2 separate regions of the Zea mays genome follow, and region 1 is linked to region 2. The links are chromatin contacts, called in public Hi-C maps. All regions are on one chromosome and are shown on one strand. Each heading gives the region's core, a stretch centred on a gene start, on an enhancer-like site or on the middle of the called end of the contact. The rest is flanking DNA. Distances are from core to core; before and after follow the strand shown.

Evidence for each region. A called contact is a pair of places that touch in the nucleus more often than the background predicts.
Region 1: a contact with region 2 is called in a Hi-C map of leaf, with 4 times the contacts expected there. The contact joins the promoter of LOC118476090 here to the promoter of LOC100501552 in region 2. A contact is called at or near these places in 3 of 25 Hi-C or Micro-C datasets (ear, leaf and tassel).

What each region holds. Positions count from the first base shown.
Region 1 is chr1:192,789,659-192,796,077 of Zm-B73-REFERENCE-NAM-5.0, reverse strand. It overlaps LOC118476090, which reads left to right and starts at 3,681. Exons shown (of 1, transcript XM_035964192.1): 1 at 3,681-4,228. The coding sequence starts at 3,802. The coding sequence ends at 4,182. LOC103642068 (a long non-coding RNA gene) reads left to right here and starts at 1,735. Exons shown (of 3, transcript XR_002749677.2): 1 at 1,735-2,258; 2 at 2,344-2,687; 3 at 3,149-3,462.
Region 2 is chr1:192,650,857-192,657,174 of Zm-B73-REFERENCE-NAM-5.0, reverse strand. It overlaps LOC100501552, which reads left to right and starts at 4,982. Exons shown (of 3, transcript NM_001366930.1): 1 at 4,982-5,607; 2 at 5,758-6,318. The coding sequence starts at 5,243.

The DNA.
Region 1 (6,419 bases), core at 2,432-4,931, 140 kb before region 2:
TTGTCTTGTGTGAACTTGCGATCAGGGCACTCTCTAGCCCAATGTTGATCACTGCCACAGACAAAGCATCCTCCCTTTCCCTTGTTGTTGTTCTTCTTCTTTTTAAATTGTGTTGTTTAAACAGGTTTATTTGTGTTCTCTTGTTTGTTCTGGTTTTTCTTCTTGTTAAACTTGCGGAAGTTTCTCTTCTGCACCACATTAGCAGTAGAGGTCTCCACACCTTTTCCATTGTCCTTTGTTCTAGCCCTTTTCCTCAACATCAAGAGTACCAATGAGCTCTTCCACATTGAACTCTTGTCTCTTATGTTTGAGAGAGGTAGCAAAGTCCTTCCAAGAAGATGGCAATTTGGCGATTATACCGCCAGCCACAAATTTGTCAGGCAAAGGACAGGGAAAAAGTTCGAGTTCCTTAGCTAGTGCCTGAAACTCATGAGCCTGTTCCACTACAGATCGGTTCTCAACCATTTTGTAGTCATACAGCTGCTCCATGAGATATAGCTCGCTACCAGCGTCGGTAACTCCAAACTTTCCAACAAGTGCATCCCACAGCTCTTTTCCTGTAGGAAGAATGATATAGCTTTTCTGAAATTTTGTATCTAGTACGCTAATTACTGCTCCTCGAAAGAGGTTGTCTTCAGCCTTAAACTTAGCCTCATCCTCAGGAGGTAAGTTGACACGCTTGCCCTCAGCGGCATGATAACAAGACATTGCAGTAATCCACAATTCCATTTTAGCTTTCTAGATCAAGAAGTTTTTACCATCAAAAGGATCAGGCTTTAGCATAGCAATAGAACCTCTGACAGAAAAATGCCTAACATTAGGTTTTTGGATTGTTAGAATTATAGATATTTTCCGTATCATTTTAATTCCATAAATTAATATTATGATGATGACATATAAAAGATAATTAACCATAGAAATCGTGATCTCAAATATAGCCATAACAATATGGATCATGAGAACACAAAGCATATGAATCATATAAATCATATAAATATGATAAGCATATAAACTGACTGAACAATTGAAAATAAACAGATAGAAACATAAACACTGTAAAATTAAAACAGACAGATATAACATATTATAATATGACAGAATAGATGAGATAAAATCATTGCTACATATAAAACAACACAGATGAATATATGAAACATATATAATCTGCAGAACGTAAAACAGTAAGGAAATAAACTGATCATACCCTCTCATGCGTTCTGATGATCCAGATCCTTGTCCAGCTTCACTTGTCATTTCGCCAGAAAGAAGATGTTTTGGGCAGTCGCGTAGACGCTCCCCAAAAACCTAATTGCCGATCCCCCGTGCAAGGTCTCGAACGGCAAGGGCTTCGGAGGAGTCTGAAATGGTTCTGTTCACGTGTACCAAGTGTCAAGGGTTCTCCTCTACTTATCCTCTCGCAGAGGGAAGCTGAAGGAGAAGGGTCGCATGCAGCCTGCCACGCCCGACCGGCGGCGGCGCGCGCGTGTGGCACGCCCTTGTCCGTTTCTTGACTTCTCAAGTTAGGTGGAATAATTTCCACCATATAAGTCAAGCTAAAATATCTTTAGACTTTCAATATGATACTATTCTATAACATTACACATCATAAAGTTTATTTAATAAATGTACCAAACCTATAAAAAATCCAACATCGTCCTCCCGAGTCGCTACCCTAGCGGAGCTCCTCCGGACGCTCCGGTCAGCCCCCGTGGCGGCACCCGCTTCCCCCGTTATGGGCGCTCTGTCGCCCCCTGTCGCCCGAGGGGCGTCGGGATCGTCCGTTGCTGGCGTCTTTGTTCCGAAGGCACAGAGGTCCTTGCCCGTCCTTCAGGGTGATTCCCGTGACTACGGTCATCACTGTGGACGCTTCCCTTATGGTGGATGCGGCAGTCGTCCCCCAGCCACCGCCCACCTTACCGCCTTTGGGTGATGTTGTGGTGGCTTACGCGACCGGGGTGGTGGCAACTGGCATGGGCGGTGAGCCCCGGGCTCCATCACCTTCGTCGCTTGCCTCCTCCTCCCATGTGTTGCCGATGCCTCCACTTCCTACCCCCGAAGGAGGCCTTGAATCACCCTCTGTTCATCCTTGAGGGCTCGGAGGGGGAGGAGATGGAGGTGCAAGAATGGCATCTGATCAAAGCGACTGCCGACCACACTGACATGAGCCTCGAGTCGGTGGAGCGCTTCCTTTGCAACTTCGGTAAGGCGGTCTCCATTGCCATTTGTCGATGATGCGGGACATTATTCCACACGACTAGGTTGGTGCCTCTCTCTCTATTTGTTTTTCTTCGTTTAGTCTCTTATTGGTGTGGTTAATCTTAACCGACGAGTTATCTTTTCCAGCGTGTACTCTCAATCATCAGCTCCGAGGGAGGCATTGGAGGCCGCACAATGGGAGGTGGGGAGGCTATGGGTAGAAATGGCCCGCTCGGAGGAGAGAGATCGGGAACTTTCCGGCCTCCGAGCCAGAACCGAGTGCCTTGAGGCCGAGGCCACGTGCCTTCGGTCAGGACGTGAAGAGGCGCGCAAGGATGCCAAGTGCCTCCACGGGGAAAGGACGCGGCTTCAGCAGGATCTGCGCGAGGTGACCTCACGGGCGGAAGAAACCGAGTCAACCCTACGGGCGGCGAATGTTCGCTTGGGGGAAGCTAACATGGACCTTCAGCGAGAGCGAGAGGTGGCCAGAGGTAGGTCTTCTTCATCTTGGGTGTTTCTTCTGGGTTCCGTTGTTATTTACTAGTCACTAACGCGCGCCTAGCGCGCGATACGTTGTATAATTTTATTAAAATGTGTATAGCATGTATTCGTAAGAGAAAAAAGATTAAGTAGTTATCAGAAAATAAGTAACTATGTTGCGGTTCATAAGAAAACAAAAAAGGTATCTTGTCATAAGAAAACAAACATAAATTAGTTACATTGTTGGTGTTGTCCTTAAGGAGCAGAGGTACTACTAAGCATCATTCCGAAATAAATCTAAAGCGAAGAAATCAAAACACAAATTTAATCGTTTATGTACTATTAACATGCTAAATCTAGAAGACATGTTCGCACGGAAGATTCGACAATGCGGAGAAAATGATTCTTCCTGTGCTTATCTTTCTTTGTTAATGAGGTGGTTGTCACCTTTTTTTTGCTACTTTGTTTGCAGAACCGAATGTAAGTGAAATACAAAAGAAGGAAAAACAACAAATTTGTCCTCTGGCTGAATTGAAAGAATCGAAAGTGGAAGATGTGGACGTGCCTACAAACAATTAGAAGACAATTCTAGCAGGTTAGATATTTAGAGGTTTAGGACCACAATAGCTGTTCTGTTGCCCAAAGGGAATATAGCGAGGTTGAGAGAGAGAAAAACTGGAGAAAAAGGAAAAAAACAGAATTTGCACATGTTAGATCAGATAGCAGAGAGGAATCAAATGCGGAATCCATTGGCTCAATGGAAATGTAGCGATTTTTTTATTGCAACATGGTTGACAAAAAAAAATCTGGAGAAAAACAAAAACAAAATATGCACATCTTAGATTGAATAGCAGGGAGGAATCGAATGCGGTATTTCCAAATAAAGTTGACTGAACCATAAACGTGCAGTTCCACGTTGCAAATCAAGATGCAGAAGCCTCCGTTGCTGTAGGGAAAAACCTAAACAAATATAGTAGTGCCAAGACTTTTTACCTCATACATTAGAGCGCAGGGAGGATCTTGCTGACCGGGACAACGCTCCACGAACTATAGTGATCTTGCTGATCGGGAGGATCTTGCTGACCGGCGTAGCACCAACCATTCTGCAGCGAGCAAGTTGTCTCTATGGCTGGAGATGGTTGGTGCGACGCCGACGCAGAAGAGGAGGCGGAGGTGAGCACGCCCGGATCTAGCGTGAGGTCGGCGTTCGTCGTCACGTCGGGCGAGAAAGAGGTGGTGGAGATGGACGCGTCCAGCTCCGACGTTGTCTCGGCACTCGTCGCCATGGCGAGCTGGAGCGTGTCGTGCTGGGCACCAGTGTGCTGTCGGGTGACCGCAAAGAAGGAGCGAGAAGCGTCAGAATGTGAAGTTTCAAATGGAACTCTCGAGAAGACTCTTCTCGTCCATTTTTTTCCTTTTTTAATCGTCACTGATGCAGCGACAGACAATAATCGTTCATTTGTGATCGAACGGCACAGAGAAAAAATACTGACGTGGACCGTCTAGCTAGGCTGTTTTGCGTTCGCGCTTAATATATAGAAAGAATGACCGCTCCATGATTTCTCCTCAGATTTTAAACGAATTTTCTGAGGTCCATGACGCTATGAAGGCGACCGACAAGGCGTGGAAGGCGCCAGAGGACGAAGTGCGGAAGCTTTCAATTGCTTGTGATGGCGCCTGTTGGAACTTGCTCTTAGCAGCGAGGAGGCCAACAAGGATGAACAGTGGTGACAACAGGGATACGTGCTCGGGGACAAATAGCTCTGTTCATGTCTAGCCTCTCACGGGCACTGTGTGGGGGTATTTATAGGTATCTGAGTGTCCAGCGCCTCGTGTTAAGGACGCATGTGCCCTCGGACACCTAGTTTATCCCCAGAATATTCCCATAAAGCAGGGTTACAAGCTGTACTTACAATAATGCCTTTACAAACTAGGCCCGTAACACAACGGCGGTCACGCGGGGCCCGTTACAATGGGCCAGATCACACGTGGGCCTCAGAGCAGGACGAGGCCGTGCTGCGGGGAGACGTCACCGCAGGCCTTCGTCTGGTGCTGAATGAAGCGAAGGGTGTCCCTGCCCGTTTTGTCTTCGTCAAACCAGCGACTGCAGCGAAAGGCGACGAGCGAAGGGTGGCGTCTCTGCCTTCGCCCCAACATTTGCCCTCCGAGGGACCAGTTCGACAAAGTCACCTGGTGCCGAAGACGTCGCTAGATGGCGGAGACGCTGCCCTCGCTCGAAGTGGTTCCGCGGGAGTTTTTGATGTGACCGTTGATGGACGGCGTACTGTTGGATTGCGGGTTTCCCGAAGCGTCGCGCCCTGTCGGATTGCGGGTTTCCCGAAGAGCCGCGCCCTGCCTATAAAAGGGGGCAGGGGTCGGCGCTGTTTGAACTTTGCCTTCCGCGCTCCGTAAAAACCCTAGCCTCCCGCCGTCTTGCTGCTCTTCTTCTTCCGCTGCTCCTTTTGCTCGCCGGAGTGCTGGCTCGAGTGAAGCAAACCGCCCGCCGCCGCCGACGGTACGTAGCAATGCCGTCCTCTTCTTCTTCCTTCGACACCACGCCGCCGGCCGCCGCCTCGTCTGAGAAGACGTTGAGTAGCGTGATGGTGGAGGAGTTGCGCGCCGGCGACTCTGTTGATTTTGGTGTGTCACGGATGACGTCAGCCCGCGTTGAAGATATGCAGCGGTTGGGCTACTTTGGCGGCGGATTTGCTCGTGCTCCGGGGACGGAGGAAGTCCCCGAGCCGGAGGGTGAGTTGGTCGTTTTCGAGGCGTTCTTCGCCGCCGGTCTCCGCTTGCCTGCGCACCGGTTTGTTGGCGAAGTCCTGCGTAGATTCAATGTTCAAATACATCAGCTGACACCGAATGCCATGGTGGCGCTGGCGAAGTATGTCTGGGCGACGACTTCGTACGGCGGGCAGCCGTCTGTTGAAGTTTTTGCGAAGAATTATTGTTTGCATTGGCAGAAGAGGATGGTTGGGGACGGAGTTGCCCAGTTCGGGTCATGCACATTCACGCCGAAGACCGGCAAGACCACAATGCCAGTAGTGGAGTTGGTTCCGTGCGCCCGCAACAAGTGGGGCAATTGGAATGAATTTTGGTTTTATGTTGCGGAGGGTACTGTCGAAGGCCATAAAGGTCTCCCTGTGTCTGAGATGTGCTCTCATTATTACTCTGCGTATCCGCCTTTTGAAGTGGCAGAGGAAGATGCAGACGAAGGGGCCCTTCGGTGCGCCGCCGGTCAGAGCAGTGGGCGTGATTTAGTTGAAGAGTTTGTGGCGTATGGGGTGTGGCCCTTGGCGCACGGTTGGGTGCTGGGCGAAGTGTGCCCTCGCCAGATGCCTTTTCACGGAGGAAGGGTTGTGCGAAGCCCTGCCTTCGCACTGAATCTGCGGAACCGCGACCCGGCTGCTTTTGTGCGCGACGCGGAGGACGGGGCCGTGCGGCTCGTGGGGCGTTACGTGCCGAGGACGGAAGGCCAGCGCAGCTTTGATATCCGCGGGTCAAATGATCGTCTGAACAGGGTCTTCGAATTAAATCAATTGTCATACGATGGATATCCTGGTCAAGACGAAGCCGACCGCCGCGGGAAGAAACCGGCGGTGGAGACAGGAGACGACCCTGCGCCGGCGGCCGCCCCCCCCTCGAAAAAGAGAAAATTAGGTACTGCGATGGGAGGGATTGGGGTGTCTGATAGTTTTGCTAGAGATTTAATGAGGACGTGTGCGGCCCCGGGGGAAAGGATG
Region 2 (6,318 bases), core at 3,733-6,232:
GCTCTGATTCTCCGCATCACGTGGTTAATTCACGTACCTGAATGAAATGCATTATGCACATGAATGCATATTGTCAGAGGGTAAATCTCTCCGGCCGGGTGGCGGATTGCACCCGCCCTAATTCCTAAAATGAGGAGTGGCCTAAGCTTCTTGCTTGTTACGAGGTTGGTGGATGAACACACGAGAGCACATGAGGTTTAGAGTGGTTCGGGCCGCCGGGGCGTAACACCCTACTCCACTGTGTAATGTATTGTGAGTCTGAGCTTGGACCTGTCTTGTAACGTCGCATGCCTCCCATTTTATAGCTGAAGGGGGCATGCACAAAGGCACTGAGCCCCGACATGTGGGCCCAGGGACATAGAGAATATAACACTTGAGACTATAAATATTTGCTGCCGGGGCAATCTCCTTGTGTCCTGTCACCCGAGATCTGTGTATCTTCGGCGTGCAGGGGAAGCTTCTTGTAGAAGGGATAACACAGTGCGCTGCTTGGCACGGGCGCACTGTTCGCCAGCAGACCCAGCAGGCGTGCCGCCTGCTGGATGACCTTGACGCCGCCTGCCAGCGGATGGGACGGGACGCAATAAATGCTGAGAGGGCACATCGCCCGTCAGCGCAGTGGTAGGCGGCGCGTCCTCTCCTTAATAAATGCAGGGGCTGCACGACCTTACGTCAGGCTCGGCCCGATGGCTTATGTCATGGGCCATAAGCAGCGGGTCTCCGCCTGAGCGGGAAGTGAAGGGCAAGGCCTGGACACGTGTCAGCACCGGACCCCTACTCACGCCAGAGTCCTCCTTGATCCGGGACCTTGCTGAGGTCCGGACCTTACTCGGAGGCTCCGGACTTATACGTATAGGGGTCCGGTATCCTTCTGTGGAGGTCCAGACCCCCATGATACATACTGGGATGTGTTGTATTTTCTTGCTACGTGGCGTCCTTTGGCCTGCCCATGCGGTGGGGTCAGGCACCGTCCTCCGCGTGGCCTGGAGACGTCGCATGGGTGCGGCGTCTTCATGCTGTAGAAGAGGGTACCCCTGATTTGGGGTACCGACACATATAGACATGAATAGTACGATACTAAATATTATTACATGTCCGCGAATTAAACACCTAGCAGCGAGGCGTCGTACCATTTTATATGAAAACACTAGTTATCGACATACGACTACGCCCAATTATCACATTTTTTAGCGTAATAACATCTACTTCAAACATCAAGCAATAATAAGTTAAGCACAAGTCTTTTGTCAAAACACCCAATATCAAATTACTCGTCACATTTTTATTCACTATTTTTGAATACCGACAATTTAGAGTAAGAGAGCATATTAACTAACTTTCTAAATTGTGTTTCTCAATTATCTTGAATTCCACGCTAATTAAATAGGTCGATGTCATTCACTGCTAATTACTCGAGGTAATGTGTATATCCCTCATGACATCGAACTAAACACCAAACCTAGAATAAGCCGATTAATTAAGCAGGGCATCAACTACATCAATTAACTAAATCGTCATAATAACACTAGGAAATCTATTAACTAGCCGGTAGAAATACTAAATCTATCTTTTACGTCATCAGCTCGCCCGAATATTATATAAATTAATCTATCTTTCGCATTACTAACTCCATCGTACTTCACATATATTTAACCCTACCACAACGCGACTACTCCAAAATCATGAAAATAATTACATCACATTCATCGAACTAATTTAATAATTAAGTTAACGGAAATATGAATCGGCTTACCATACTAAATCTGACGCGCTATCCGCGAATACGGCAAGGATTCTGGTTCAGCCCTTGCGTCGAGCACTTGGTGAATATCATGCTGCTAACTTCGTCTTCACCCGAGAACGAGCAGAATACTATCAGTTATGTCGACTTTTTAACCAGAATACTATCAATTATGTCAACTTTTTAACTATGTGTATGTGTGCATAGTGCTTGTCACTTGTATTTGTGAGGTATTGCTTTAATGTTGTTTGAGATATATTTTAATCCTTCACGAATTTGTGAGTATCTATAAATTATTACTATTTTTATGTGGATGCACGACTCGTGTGATTTTTTGAAGCCAATAGAGGGTACATGTTATAATTTATAGATGTTTTCTATACCAAACTTTTGTTTTCTATGTTTCCATATTATTTATGTTATTTTTATTTATGAAGTTACCGTTTTTAATTTAGTTTCTGAGAGAAAAAACAGAAATGATTTTAATGTTTACCAACCATTTTTATCCTTGGTCTCCATGTCTCTTAAGACTGTCTCCAGCAAGGAACACTAAAGCGTCCGGTACGTTATATATAGCGTTCAACGTCGTCCGCGATGCCTCCAACAACATCCGCTATAGCGTCAGGTAAAATACCGGAGCTCGCCAGAGGCCGCTAAACATGGAGTGCCCTTCGGTGTCCTCTAAATTAGTTCCCGCGCCTGCTTGGAGACTTCAGCCTCGCTCTCGACGTCCTCCTCCTCCCTCCCATGTCGACGAGGCGACAGTGGGCGAAGCCTTGCCCTCCCTCGGCTACCGGCAGTTGAGCGGCCCCTGGGCGCCATCCCGTCGAGCTTCCTCAGTTCCTCTTCGTGGTCGCTAGTAGAAGAAATACGACAGACCAAGGTCTATCCGCTAGAAAAAACAAGGTAAAAGCCACTACAAGATGCAAGTGCATCTTAGCTTCATTTCCTTGAAATTTTAGTAGATTTGAACATGTATATATCAGATTGATGCATATCGGTGGTAAAAAAGGTGTTCTGGTGTCCTTCTTCGTCTACACAGTTCAAGCCCTGATACTGTTTGTTCATATGCCTCTTAGGATATTCTTGTATTATCCTTCACCCTTTCAGAATCATTGTACTGCTAATTGTTTACATTCTAAGCTTTCAATCCAATCATTTAGTTTTCGATGTATTCATTAGAATCTGTGTGCAGTTTACCAATAGTAATCGTCCAACCGCCTCAAATCAAATGATTTTGCTGGTGGCCCACTTCAAATGATCTGTGCGCCCATCTTACAACTATATTTGCCCATTGAGTTTATAATTAAGGAATCAAGTTAAACTTCATAAAGTTTGAGCAACAATTAATCAAAAATATGTACATGTTTGAATTTGTATCACTTCATTCACATCCCCAACATCTGTTAATAAAAATATCTTTTGCAGAAATTGATGACATATTGTAAGAACAATTGGTGGTCAAATACAAGTACACTTATATTCTATAGATTCTCCAATTCGAAATATGCCTTATAAAAATAAACTGAAGTAGTAGAAAGGTTGTTTGATGTACAAAGGATGATTGATTTTTTGGTTAATTACATTGGCTGGTATTTGTTATCTATGAAGGGTTCAAGAATCCTTATCAAGGGAAAGATTTTTACTCCTTGTCCTCACCAAATTTTGCCAGATCCTAACACATCAGTTGCTGATTCAGTTTTCATGAATAAAATAAAGTGTAGGATAGTGCACTGTCAAAAAGGATATGCTGACCCAAGTAAAATCATGATGGTTATACTTTTCAGTTCTAATAAATACTTACAACTCACCACTCTTGTTTTTCATTTTGATGGCTCCTAGTCTTCTCATTGTGCAGGCTCTTTGGTTAGTTCCCTCATCAGAATAATTTTGGGTGCTGAAACATAAGGTTCCAGGTCCAGTATTGATGTTTGCAGTGATCGGCAAGTCCAACTGGTCTTGGAGGTGTGATTGGACATCATAAGTTTGATGTTTTCTCTAGAAGAAGGAACAAATGGTTTTGTACTTAAGGAAATATGGTTCCAGCTAGTAGAAGTATCAATGTCAGTTGTTTACTAAATTCATCGTTGGAATTATGGTTGGAATTATGGTATACTGGTTCACATTGGTGTGTTTAGTTGCAAGCCGAGGTAGTACTTTCTCATGTCAATGTTTTTTATTAGGAATCAATGCAAATAACAGTTCCAACAAAAGATTATGTTGGTATGCCAGTTTGTTTCATTTCTTAATCCTGATGGTGTGTAGTCGATGCATGCTCGAGGTGCTAATTTTACTATTACTTTGAGTATTGATTTTTTGCTATACTATTAAAATAGTGGAATTGTATGCACTGGCAATTTATTTTATCCGATATAAAAATAGGTGAAAATAATTCTGTTAATATGGTTAGGTTGAATGGGGAGGATAGATGACGTAATTTAGAGGACGTTGTTGGAGATGGTGAAAATATAGAGGACAGAATCTTTTAGAGTGTACTGTAAAGGACAGAGAATATTCCTTTAGAGGATAAAATTTAGAGGACGTTGCTGGAGCGTGGTAGCCCCGTGTGATTCCTACAAAGGGCCTCTGCCCTCTGGCTCGACGCGAGTGCCATGGGTCAACAAGGTTCGACTTGGCGGGCAAGATGTTCTTTTTCTCTTGTTGAGTTGTTGTATTTTTTAAAATGGTTTGTTTTTTTCCGATAAACACAATACGTAAAAAATTATCATAAGCATGCACCGAAGAAAAAATAACTTAGCTTAAGAACCATGGCTAGAAAGAAGTCTATAGCGTGGCTGGCAAGACAGTCTTTTGAGTGTCACATTATGCCAACCATTAAAAGTTAAAGTCCAGTTAACAATCAACTTATCACTTTGTCAGACTATTACAAATCTGGTCGAGAAAAACAAAACGATCTGTATGTACTACCCCTGTTTAATGTAACCGCATCCAGCTGGGCCATTTTTACGGGCTCAGGCTGCTAAACTAGCAGCCGTGTATCGCTGGGCCGGTCCAGTTTCTTTGGAAACTGAAAATTCGATGGAATCGCGAATGATAGGTAGGCCCGCCCGGGCAGGAATTATATTTGGAAGAATTCAATTTGGTCCCATTTCGCCCGAAGACCCCACAGTCACAGTGGAGGTACAGAATTGCGCAGAGGTCCATTCACCGGCTCCATTTTCTGGAACGAGACCGAACCAAATAAAGAAAGAGGAAAAGGAAGACGAAGACGAAGAGGGAGAAAAAAGGGACCAGAGGGCCGGAAGCCCGGAACCAAAACCTAGACGAACCACACAGGCAGTCAGGCACAGCGCGGGCCGGGGAGATAGATAGGCAGACAGGCAGGCAGGGGGGCGACGGCACGGGGCGGGGCTAGCCAACCAGACCAACCCAAACCCTAGCTCACCGCTCGTTCCATTCCAATCCATGGAGGTGGCGCTATGAGCCGCCGCCGGGACGGCGGGACGTGGAGCTGGTGCGGCCGGGGAAGACGAGTCGAGGATGACGGCCAGATCGGACGATCCCGGCGTCTCGCCAGGGACGTCGGCGGCGGCTGGCGGCGAGATCTGGGGCACGTGGGAGGAGCTCCTCCTGGCGTGTGCCGTACGGAAGCACGGTACCGCCAGCTGGGACTCCGTGGCCATGGAGATGCTGTCCCGCTGCCCTCCCGCCGCGGCCGACAGCCTCACGCCCGCTGGGTGCCGCCTGCGGTATCGCCTGCTCCACCGCCGGTTCACCGCCGCCGCCGCCGTAAACGGTGACGAGGAGCCCGACGCGGCCTCCGCCGACTGCTGCGTGGAGGAGCTCCGCAAGCTGCGCGTCGCCGAGCTCCGCCGCGAGGTCGAGAGATACGACCTCTCGATCGGGTAAATGGCCGGAAAAAAAACCAGCACGGAGACGGACCGTATAGTTAACGAGAAAAACATAAAATGCGTTCGGGCCTGGCCCGGCCCGGCTTGCTCAGCTCAACCATCCTACGCTGATCGGTCGGCCGCGGTTTTTTTTTTTCGTGTCAGGTCATTGCAATCTAGAGTGGAAAGGCTTAAAGAGGAGAGAGCGAGGAGCATCTCCGGCGAGGCCAATCCAGTACCGGCGGTGAAGGAGGACGGCGAGGAGGAGCCGGCGGAGGGGAGGAAAGAATCTCTGGAGGAGGAGGGCGACGATGCCGGCGGCGGGGAGGAGGATCGTGTCTCCGGCGGCGAGTCCGGGCGGTCGTGCAAGGAGTCCAACTCGTCAGATCTGAAGCGGCCGCGGCCAGCGCGAGACGCCGGGGACGGCGACGCGGCGGCGAGGAGGGAGGACGAGGGGGCAGGAGACGCCGCCCGCGAGTCGTCGGCTGTGAAGCGCGAGCAGGTCTCCGGTGAGTCGGTGGTTGGGTCCAAGGACACGGTGGCGGCGGCTGACACGGAGAAGGAGAGCAGCGACGTGCAGAGCTCGGCCAGCCCGTCCCGTCGCCGCGAGCGGGAGATCGGCGCCGGCGAGGACGCGGATGTGGCCTCAGCGCCGCCGCCGCCAGCGCCCGCAGCGGCGGTCCTCCCCGCTGCGGAGGCCGAGGCGTTGCGCGCGTTCCTCGAGGT